Regions from separate parts of the Mus musculus genome. Here region 2 is linked to region 1. The links are chromatin contacts, called in public HiChIP or PLAC-seq maps. All regions are on one chromosome and are shown on one strand. The core of a region is the stretch at or near the end of the contact, and the rest is flanking DNA. Distances in the headings are between cores, read along the strand shown.

Region 1 (5,664 bases), core at 700-3,199:
TACAGCAAGTTCCCTTAAGCTGGAATTCGAGAAGTAATGCATCCCTTTTGTTAAAAGCTTGCTCAGAGCTTACTTACGCTAAAGAATTAGTCAGTGTTTATCTGCAGCTCAGACTTCATTGGATGCTTGCATTCCTGTGTCTGGCAGCTCTAGCTAGGAATGAAGTTAAAGCTGGGACCTCAACAGAGGACAAGGATCCTAGATTCCTAGACAAACAGAGTGTGTGTGTATGTATGTGTATGTGAGTGTGTGTATGTGAGTAAATGTGAGTGTGTGTGTATATGAGTGTGTGTGCATGTGAGTGTGTGTATGTGTAAGTGTGTTTGTGTGTGAGTGTGTGCATGTGAGTGTGTGTATGTGTAAGTGTGTATGTGAATGTGTGTGTATGTGAGTGTATGTGTGTATGTGTGTGTGTGCATGTGAATGTCTATGTATGTGAGTGTGTGTGCATGTAAGTGTATGTATGTGTGAGTGTGTATTTGAGTGTGTGCATGTGACTGTGTATGTATGTATGTATGTGTATATGTGTGAGTGTGTGTGAATGTGTATGTGAGTGTATGCACATGTGTGCATATGTATGTGAGTGTGTGTGTGTGAGTGTGTATGTGTGTTATATGTGTGTATGTGTGAATGTGTATATATGAGTGTATGTGAGTGTGTGTATATGAGTGTGTGTATATGTGAGTGTGTGTGTTAAGTTTTAGACAAGAGTCTAGCTATGTATTCCAGGTTGTCCATCAATGCAAAACACTCCTGTCACAGCCTCTAGAGAAGAGGCATTCATTCCAACACATCTGGCTCAGCCAGTTACTGCCTCCTACCTTGCTGCCATCTAGTCCCTATCCACAGCTTCTTTTAAGTGTTGTTGGAAGGTAGGGAATAAAGGAAGGAGGGCTTGAGTGACCTACAGCTGTATGACAGGCAGAGAGGTCCTCAGGTTTCCCCTGAACTCCTTTGTCCCGGTCCAGCTTGCCGCTACACCCGTCAAGCTCACGCCTCCTGCAGAGCTCTATTGGTCTCACCTGCATATGCTCATTTGGCTCTATCCCTGGATTGCGTGCATCCTTGTGCAAACTCCCACAGCCTCCTCAAAGGCTCAACCTTTACCACAGTCCACAGGGTATTGTCAGTCACATTCCTTCTCCAGAGCCTCTCAGTCACCTGAGTACCTTCCCTGTAGCAGGCTCGGTCAGCAGCCATGGTCAGGACAGATACAGCCCCGGCCATTATGGAGTGTGGATCCTTCATTGCCCTTTCACAGGGACCGGCTGGTCAATGTGACTGGAGGCTTCGTGCCTTGGGTCCCTCCACAGAGCACACTTCATTGGCCATGGGTGGAATAAATGAGAGCGCTTAGAGCAACCAGAGCAGGGAGAGCCTGCAGGCAGTCTTCCCAGAGAGGGCTTGGCACTGGGTGGAAAAAGGACCTTCCAGATGGAAATGTCAGAGCAAGAGAAGACCCAGAGTACTCTGGGAAAGATGGGGCAGTGACTGGCATGGAGGAGTACAGGGTGGGGACTGAGAGGTCACCATGCAAACCTGAATTAGACAGTACTGGCATATCTGGTAGCCCTGTGACCTGGGTGGCTTGGCATGACAGCAAGTCTCTACTTCTGAGGCTGGCATTAGAGATCTGTATTTCCTCAGGGCATGGGCTGGGTCTCCCTCTTGCATTGTTCCTTTTAGCCCTGAGCTGAGAACCTGTCACTGGAGATAAATTGATAGAGAAGACTTGGATGGGAAACGATACAGCCAGGCTCCGGAGGCACAGGGAGGACCAGTCAGGCTACATTATTCTCTTTCCCGTCAGCCTGCTCTGCAGGGCAACTTCAGTACTAATCACACTCACCAGTTACTATGAGATAAGGAGAGTTACTTCCTACCCTATAGCAGGGTTCCTGTGGCTAGAGGTTTTGTTTACCCAGGCCCCGTCACTGTGTGGGCTGGGATGGTACAGAGACAGTAAGGCCCAAGTCTACTTCCAGTTCACAGAGCCCACACAGAGTGAGCCAGGTCCCCAGCAGATACCATCTCTAGGCTAAAGAAGAAGCTGAGGGCTGGGGTATGTGGAAACCACTTTTTCTTTGAGAAATTGCTGGGGTGTTTCTCGTTTGAGGCAGTTAGAAATTCACTTCAGCTTTAGCTCCTTCAATCTTTGCAGTTTATGTTGCAGACATAAACAAAGCTGTCACTTGCCTGATAGCTTCTGATATGGCCTTTGCCCAGCAGCTGTAAACCATGGAAGGAAGGAAGAAGCAGGAAACTGGAGATGTGGCCAACCCCTCCTGGGGTTCATTGGCACTTTCCCTTGTCTCCCCACCCTTCCTGAAGTCCAACGCCCTACCTTGAATCATGCAGCTCCCAGCACTCAAGGAACAGCTGTCCCCTGCATGCACCCAGCATCCCTCAGCAGCCCAGGCTCATGCTGGCCTCCACACATCGCCTCTACCTGGCCTTGAAAGGCTTTGCTTCATCAAGTCAAGATGTGCAGCTACCACAGAGCAGGATCCTTCCTGGGTGTGCACGAAAGCCTCAAGGGCAGCATCTTTCATCCATCCTGTCATCTGTGGGTTCTGTGAGCACTGTGTGCTAGGTGCCTACTGTGTGCCAAGTACAGTACTACAGGCCAATATACTGCTGGTATACACAGTCACAACAGAATGCCTGGCCATAGCCTCCCTGAGACCACCCAGTCTCCAGCTTGATTGTCCCTGGGTGAGCCCCTCTGTGCTCCTCTGTAGCTCTTCAACTAAGGGGCTGAGTGTCTAGCATACCAGACTGACTCCGGGAACCCAGGGCATATCACCTGTAACTTGGGACTATTGGTCTTCCCTGGCCTCTTGAGGTATGTGCCTCGTGAAGGGCATGTTCTCACTGGAATGAAAGCAAAGCAATTCTGCAGTGATTCACCTAACATGACCCTGCCAGATATAATGCTCTGTTGAATATAGATATGCGTGAGACCCTGACAGTCTCCTACCAGCTTTGGCTTGTTCCTTTTCTCCTCTAGTTCTCAGGATCCAGTCAGTCCTCTCTCTCATTTCTGTCTTCTACATCTCTGATGTGGCTCTCTGGTGACAGGAGCCTGGAGCCTATGTAAAGTCCTCATAGAACTTGACTGTGGTCCTGGTCATGGCCCAGTGTTAGTGCCAGCTCTTAGGTCATGGGCAAAGTTGAGACCTTTGGCTTGTCTGATGGCCATTTCAGGTTAGCAGGTTTGTTCTCTTACTCATCCCGAGATAGCCCTTTGGAACTCATCCTTGCAAAGTTCACAGCAGCAAAATACACAGTAACAAAAGCAGATGTAAATCTCAGCAGAAGCAAAGAGGTGCATTTGCATGGCTGGATCAGGGTTGGGCAGAGCTTTGTATTAAGACCATGAACTTGAGATGATTCAGTTAAGCTTATGTGTGGAAATCCCTTATTTCAACATCAAACTATATTCCAAAAATCACATTTGCTTCATAAACTACAAATTAGAGTCACTGTGAAGTGAGCAGGGTTCGGATGGCGGTGTGATAAGACCTATGTATTTTATAATCATTCATTTATTGTGTATGGGGGGGGCACACATGTGTCACAGCACACGTGGAGGTCAGAGAACAACTTTGTCTACCCTGTGGATTCCCAGATTAATCCCAGGTTGTCAGGCTTGCCAGCAGGTGCGCTTATCCACCAGGCCATCTCCCCTGCCCGGGAGAGTGGCTCTGCATGATGTCTACAGAGTGTTACTGTCTTTTTCTGAATCCAGCAGATACAGGAGGCAGAATTTAACAGAGTCCTGGTCTTTGACTCACCTAGGAGAGAAGGAAAGGAGGTTTAGGGTGGGGAGGCCAGGATGAGTGGGATTCAGATCTTCCAGGTTCCCCGCTCCCCTGACAGCTCATAGAGTGCCTGGGGCTGAACTGTATCCCTGAGAACAGTTGAATTCTCTCTTGTGTCCACTTGGCTACCGTCAGAGACATTACAGAAAATTCACACGCCAGGAGAACAGAGAGCCAGCATGCAGCACGATAAGCTATGAGGACCACCAAGCAGGGTTCAGGCCATGGAAAATCCATGGGATTTGTCTGCAAGTTGGACACAGTGAGGACGAGACGCCAGTCTATGCTTACAGGGCCAGTCTCCTCATTCTAACTGAACCCAAAGCTGAGCGATGAAGGGAGCTGGCCATGTGAGTCAGATACCATGTTTGGATGATTTCTTGGCACTAGGTATGTTCTAAGCATGTTACACAAATCATCTCACCCAATCCTCCAATGCTCATCTAAAAGAAGCATCATTATTACCCTTATTTGACAGTGGTGGAAATCAAGGGCTGTAGGGACCGAGGGAAAATTAATCACTGCTAGAATTGGTGTAAAAATTGGAGTTGTCTTACAAACCATCTTCCTCCACCACCATTCAGACTTGGCCTCCAGTGTGTCTGAGGAAAGTGCTGCCCAGAGCATCGTGTGGCCCCTACTTATGAGTGACAGAATGATTGCATAATAGAGAAGGAAATGACCCCAGGGTCAGTGGGTGGGAAGGTACCCAGGGATCATGCCAGATTAAGATATATCATTCTGTTGTTGACTAAGATTCTAACTATCTGTGCCGAGGCCACACCCTTTTGAGCAAGGAGTGAGGTGGCTCATCTGAGCTTCCTGGTGGACATCTCCTGGGCAAGATTTGTGACCAGGAAAACAGCCTCTGCAGAGAAATATGATACAGTATCCTGACACAGACTCTCCCGCACTGCACTATAAAGCATCCACAAGGATATCCCCAGTCATGAGTCTATTAAAGAGGCAGTCTGCAGACTTGAAAGGAACATGGCCTCTCAGGGAGACTGTTAGCACCTGAAGAGTGGTATCTGATGTTCCCACCTGTTCAGGAGGTCTTGCTCTCCACTTTGTTGGAACCCCTTAAGTTCACTTCAGTGTAAGGATTGTCTGTCTGCCTGTCTGCTTGCAACACAGTTTCACTGTATATCCCTGGCTGTAGACCACTGTGTAGACCAGGCTGGCCTTGAACTCATAAAAACCTACCTGCCTCTGCCTCTTGAGTGCTGGGATCAAAGGTGTGCATCACCACACTCAGTTGTTGAAGAATTTTTAAATTGTGTTTTGTTAAGTGTATGAGTGCTGCCTGCACAGAGAGGGTCTCCTATCTCCTGGATTGGACGTATGTGTGAGCCACCATATGGACGCTGGAAATTGATTCAGGTCCCCCGAAAGAGTAGCCAGTGTCACCCAACCATTTCTCCAGCCTCTGTTTAAGAATTTTGAGACATTGGTTTGTTTTGTTTTTGCTTCTGGTGGTGACAGGGGTCAAGCATAGAGAAGCATGCTTTTTACAATTTTAACAAAATGTAGCCAGGCATGGTGGCACACAACTTTGATCCCAACAATCACCAGCTAGGACAATTCTTTTTCTTTTTCTTTCTTATTTCTTTTTAAACTTTTTATTGATTCTTTGTGAATTTCACATCATGCACCCTGGTCCTGTTCATCTCAAAGTCTCTCCATATTCACCCTCCCACCAAAAAAGAAAAAAAAATCTCTCTGTGGAAGCTGTGGTGTGTCACACAGTCTACCCTTAGCCCAAACAGCTTCACTTGCAAATGGTCATTGCAATGAGTTATTGGTCTGGTTCGAGGCCTCTGGCTTTTGCTACACTATC
Region 2 (5,145 bases), core at 68-2,567, 280 kb before region 1:
GAAGGAAGGAATCTCATCCTCTGCACCCAAGAGTGCAGAAAGTAGAGCAGAAGACCCATCGCGGGCTAGAGAACCCCGGGTGAAGGAGGAAGTGGGCCGTTCACCTACCTAGTGGGTCAAACTAAGGGTCCAAGCAGAAGCTACTCTGAAAGACAGACCTTTGAGAGACACTATTCCCCTAAGTGTACCTGGCCATCACCCATCTCCCAAACACACAGGCATGCCTAGGTTAGAACCCGGGTCATATGGCCCATGTGTGTCCTCTGGTTTATATTAGGAGACTCTGAGCTCACATGCACCCCTCTATGGGTCCCTGGTCTGAGTATGGGCGAGGAGATTCCTGTGAGAGACAGTTCGGGAGGAGTGGAGGCTGCAGGTACCACAGGGCAATCCTACCTTGATCTTGTGCAGAGTTCGATCCATCTCCACAGCCTGCACCCACACAGACACGCCGGCCTTGCTGTAGGTCAGGTTCCAGCCCACCTCGGCCTCACACTCTGACCGGAAACTGCGGAAGTCCTGGTCATCGGGCACCTGGACACTTTCACGGCCCAAGGCGGGCCGAGACCCTTGGGGTTCTGTTGAGGCAGCTGGCTTTTCCATAGGGAGCGTGGGGAGGCCCGGGGCCCTGGTCCTAGTCCGACTCTCCTGGGTCCTCCGCGGAGGCTCAGACAACGTCGACGCGGCTGCAGATGCTGACGCCACCTTCCTGGGACCTGCAAGACCGGTTTGGGGACCAGAGTCAGTGCGCTGGGGGCGCGGGTGGGGCTAGCCGGGGTCCCGGACCAGCGGACAGCTTGAAAAGGGCAGGTACTGGCCCCAGGCGGTTGTGCACCGGCACAGGACAGTCACTTGGGCCACCCTCCCACAAGGAGCGACCTCATACTTCCCTGGAGCGGCAGTAGGATTGCTGCGTAGCGGGTGCAGGAGCCCGCGAGAGCCGGGCGGGACTCTGGGGGATCGCAAGTGCGGGTCTGGCACGGAGTCCTCGCGCGGTGCTGGCCGGACTCGCACAACTAACTCAGCAGCAAGCCGCGCGGGGCCGTGGTGGGGGCGGGTGTGGTGGCGGAGTCTCACCTGTGCGGGCTTCTCTGCCGGGGCCCGCCGGGGCCGGTGTGCGAGCTCTTCCGCCGCCGCCGCTGCCTCCGCTGCCCGGGCGACCGGGGGCCGCGCGGGGACCCTGGGGGGAGGAGCAGTGGGTCCCGCCGCCGGCCCCGCCCCGCTCCGCGCCCCCCGCCCCGCGCGCCCCCTCCGCCCTCCTCCCTCCCGCTAGGCTCGGGGCTCCCGGGCTCCGCTCGCCTCGCTCGGTATTTTCCAGGCTGCGGAGGTAAGAACTGCGGGAGCACCGAGCCCCGCCCCGCCCCGCCCCGCCGGGTCCTAGCGCCCGCCCCCGTAAGCCCCGGGGAAGGGGCAAAGTCCGGGGAGAGATGTAGACTATCAGAGGACCGGGGACCTGTGAGCAGGAACCACATAGCGAAGTAACAAAGTAGCCTGGGCTCTCAGAGTAAGGTTGAGGTGCCAAGAGAGATTCTGGAAGTTAACTGAGAGCCTCTTCTCTACTCTTCGCTCCCACCCTTGCAGGTACACGCTTCTGCAACAGCTTATTCACACACACAACACTTCAGAGATTCAAGGGTGGGCACACACCCTCATGACAATTGAAAGACTAACTAGCAGGAATAGGGATGACAGCCCCTCAGTAACTAAATTAGAAATGGCGACAGCCTGCAAGCCCCAAGAACCAAGAGCATAACAAGCCTCCTCCACACACCCAACTCAATTTTCCAGTAGGGTGTGCAAACCCAGCCGGAAGTTGATCCGACTTTAAAGGCTCAAGGTTCAAAGGCTGGCCAGAATTTGGCAAAATTTCCACTTCAGCCTCACTCTGGCCAGAGAGAGGTCCTGAGCCAGCAACCTCTTACATCCCTATTTGGCAGCTTCCAAACCCACCCCTCTTTAGCTCTCAGCCATTTACCCACACCTCCCCTAGGCGAAGACCAGTTCTCAAAAGCACAGGGCTGCAGAACACTGGAGCACAGGCCCCCTCCACCCCTCTGTAGAATAGAGTGGACCAGAGCTCTACTCTGTAGCCTGATGTAAATTCTGTCCACTAACTCTTCTGCCTACTCTTCCATTCTGGGAGCCCTGTCCCATCTACCCAGTGAAAGCTAGGGCCAGGCCAGTATGAGCATGGCAGTCTTGTCACTGTCTGGGCCAGAGACGAGCAGGGAAAGCCTTTGGTGTGCTCCTCTGGATATTAGGAGCAATAAGTGACTACCACTGACCTAGTAGTACCAGAGTCTGCTAATGGCTATTCCCACCAGTGCCAGAGTACCAAGCCTCTGCCACCCAGGCTCCTTCTGTGCCCTCTGCATTCTCCCCCTGGTCCCTCAGAAGTCACCTCTTATCTCCACCATGTAGATTTCTTTTCTTACAGGTGTTAAAAGAAAACCGCAGACTCAGCACTGTAGGTTCACAAATAGATGTGCTTTTTTTTTTTTTTCCCTGAAGTGCTCAGGGCTCTGAGATCTTTGTAAATCATGCCCACTTTTAAAATAAGCAGGAAACTGGATGTGGTAGCACAGACCTATAATCCCAGCTACTCAGGAGACTGGGGAGGAAGACCCAAAGTTTAAGGCTTTCCCTGGGCTGCATATTCCGTTCAAAACCAGCACAGGCAACAAAGTAAGACTTTGCCCCCCCACCCCAAAATGTTTTTAAAGGCTGCCGGGCAGTGGTGGCACACACCTTTAATCCCAGCACATGGGAGGCAGAGGCAGGTGGATTTCTGAGTTTGAGGCCAGCCTGGTCTACAGAGTGAGTTCCAGGATAGTTAGGGAGGCTGTAACTTTGTGGTAGAGCCCTAGGTTTAATCATTGGTAAATAAAAAAATAAAAAATAAGTCAGGGGCAAACAGGTAGCCATGATGGGTGTTCTACAAAGTGGCCCTGAAAGGTGTTCTACAAAGTAAGTCTTCTAAAACAAAACAAAACTGCAGGTCCCCATCAGTCCTGTGCAATGACCTCAGATACCCAGGCCTTCCATCAGTGTGGTAGGAAGTGTCAGCTAATTGCACGCACACCCTCTGAACCCACACTCTTTAGAAGTGTCTGGGAATGAGTAGGTGGCATTGGGGGCTGGATTTGGGCTTGGGAGGCCCCAGACACGAACTCTTTGAACCTCCTCTGCCCAAGTCCACCTTCCCCAAGCCTCGGGGTGTTTGTGATACCAATACTCCCAGGCTGGCAGGAGGCCCGAGGGGACCTCAGCAAAGCCAAAGATTGCTCTGTGAGATGGATCTTCAGGGACTGGCCATGAGGTAGAGATAGCTAGCAACCGTAGCCTGATGGCTTTTTGAGCCCTGATAGCCCCAATCTTGGCAGGTTGCAGGCAGCATCAGAATGCTAAGCCTCTCATGCCCACCTCCAGTCCTGAGTGGTGGGGAGATAAGGCTGGGGTGAGAGCAGAAAGTGGCTGTGAAGACAAACTGACAGGACCTCCCCGGCCCTGAGGTGCCAGTCTGAGGGGAAAACAGCCAGCTAGTGAGGAACAGATGACAGGAGCCAAGCTTAAGAGCAAATATTTTGGGTCTTGAGGGTCCAAAATAGCAGGTGACCTGCCGGAGGACAAGTAGAAGGATGTCACTTCATCCTGCACATTAATTTGCCCATGTTGGATCCCCATCCCATGAATTTAGATGTCCCTGGCTCTGAGGCTCCTGACAGCCTCCTGAACATGAAAGCAGTCCCAAATCCTGTGGCACCACATCCCTAAGCAAGAGAGATAAGAAGAGTGAAGGTACGGACCTGGGTTCAAATCCAAACAATACCATTTCTTAGTTCTGTGCCTAGAAGCAGATCGCGCACGCACACACACACACACACACACACACACACACACACACACACCCCTGTTTCCTCATCTGGAACATTAACCCCTGAGAATGACAATAACAGAGGCTTTGGGCTTGGGTATAGGTGCCTTTCTCCCTTAGACAAGTAACCAAAACTACAACCCAGCCAGAGGATGGGTAGAGCAGAGGAGAACTTACTGTCCAAAACTCGTTGGTTAAAAAAAAAAAAAGGTTAAGGAAAGATCATGGTGTAGTTAGACTCTGGTGCAAGATTACACAGTGCAAAGGCTAGCAAAGAAAGACACTTGCTGTGCCTGGTCAGTTACCTACAGTGAGGGTCTACCCACAAGGTGGGTGTGCCACCTCTGTAAGTCCCTCAGACGCTGGGCTGGCACTGTTATGGCTCCCAGCTCCAAAAAGCTTGTCACTGAGCAGGTGCCATGGGCTACGGAGATTAGAGTTTCTATGAGGGGGTAATCAGCAAGGGGAGTTCAGGGAAAGTGAGGACTCGGGGTTCAGGGCAGACCCTGAGCGACCCTGGCTCTCACTTGCACCTGCATAAAGAAGGCAAGTGCTTGAGGGGACTTTCAGCTCCTCAGCACTGAGGCTCCTGGAATAGGGGAGATGCAGAGGTCACTGAGATTTTGACCAGGCAGTTGGTGTGTGTGTGGGGGGGTGTCATGCAGAACCTGCCAAGAGCTAGCTAATCCCCTTTACCTGCTCCCTAATGCTCTCAACTCCCTGCACCAGCTCCAGAGACCTTCAGACTGATATCATCTGGACCCACCCTGACACGTGGAGACACCGAGGCCTAAAGATCAGGAGAATTGGAAATAAAACCCCAGAAGCTGGGTATGGTGGACTATGTCTGTTATTCTAGCACTTTCGAGGCAGAAGGTTCAGGAGGAAGTCAAAGTCATCCTTACCTACATAGGGAGTTTGAAGCTAGCCTGGGCTACACAAAACAAAGAAAAAAAAGACCCAGTTCTCCTGGTCTGAGATAGCTCTTAAGCCCATTACATACCATCTCTTCTACTTGGGGGAACCTTGACAACTTGCCAGGTTGTTACATTAACAAAACCCTCCACATACACAGAGCCTGCCACTCTGCCTCTCTCTCTCTCTCTCTCTCTCTCTCTCTCTCTCTCTCTCTCTCTCTCTCTCTCTCTCTCTCTCTGTGTTTGTGTGTATGTGTGTGACATGGTCTAGCTCTGTAATGGTCTAACTCTGATCTAGCAGGATGGTTTTAGAATTTGAGTCAGTTCTACCTCAGCCTCCAAAGGGTGGCAGAG

What was found. HiChIP or PLAC-seq counts read pairs in DNA pulled down with a chosen protein or histone mark.
Region 2: a FOXA1 HiChIP or PLAC-seq map of pancreatic cancer cells shows a contact between it and region 1. The contact joins the promoter of Stard10 here to the enhancer-like site in region 1. A contact is called at or near these places in 15 of 39 promoter capture datasets (the 3T3-L1 cell line, 3T3-L1-derived adipocytes, the C10 cell line and 9 more), 1 of 15 datasets of contacts at CTCF or cohesin (the NIH/3T3 cell line), 15 of 115 datasets of contacts at active chromatin or transcription factors (Th17 cells, bone marrow-derived macrophages, craniofacial prominence and 10 more) and 2 of 9 other capture datasets (embryonic stem cells and macrophages).

Annotation. Positions count from the first base shown.
Region 1 is chr7:101,038,391-101,044,054 of GRCm38.p6, reverse strand. No RefSeq gene overlaps it. Among named protein-coding and RNA genes, the nearest start is that of P2ry2, 29 kb to the right of the region's middle. Within about 2 kb of position 1,949, at least 86 of the 459 cell types and tissues checked have an H3K27ac peak or open chromatin away from gene starts, as enhancers often do. A contact at or near this core is called in neutrophils and pancreatic cancer cells, where this site is marked.
Region 2 is chr7:101,317,285-101,322,429 of GRCm38.p6, reverse strand. It overlaps Stard10 (START domain containing 10), which reads right to left and starts at 1,317. Exons shown (of 7, transcript NM_019990.5): 1 at 1,078-1,317; 2 at 397-716. The coding sequence starts at 603.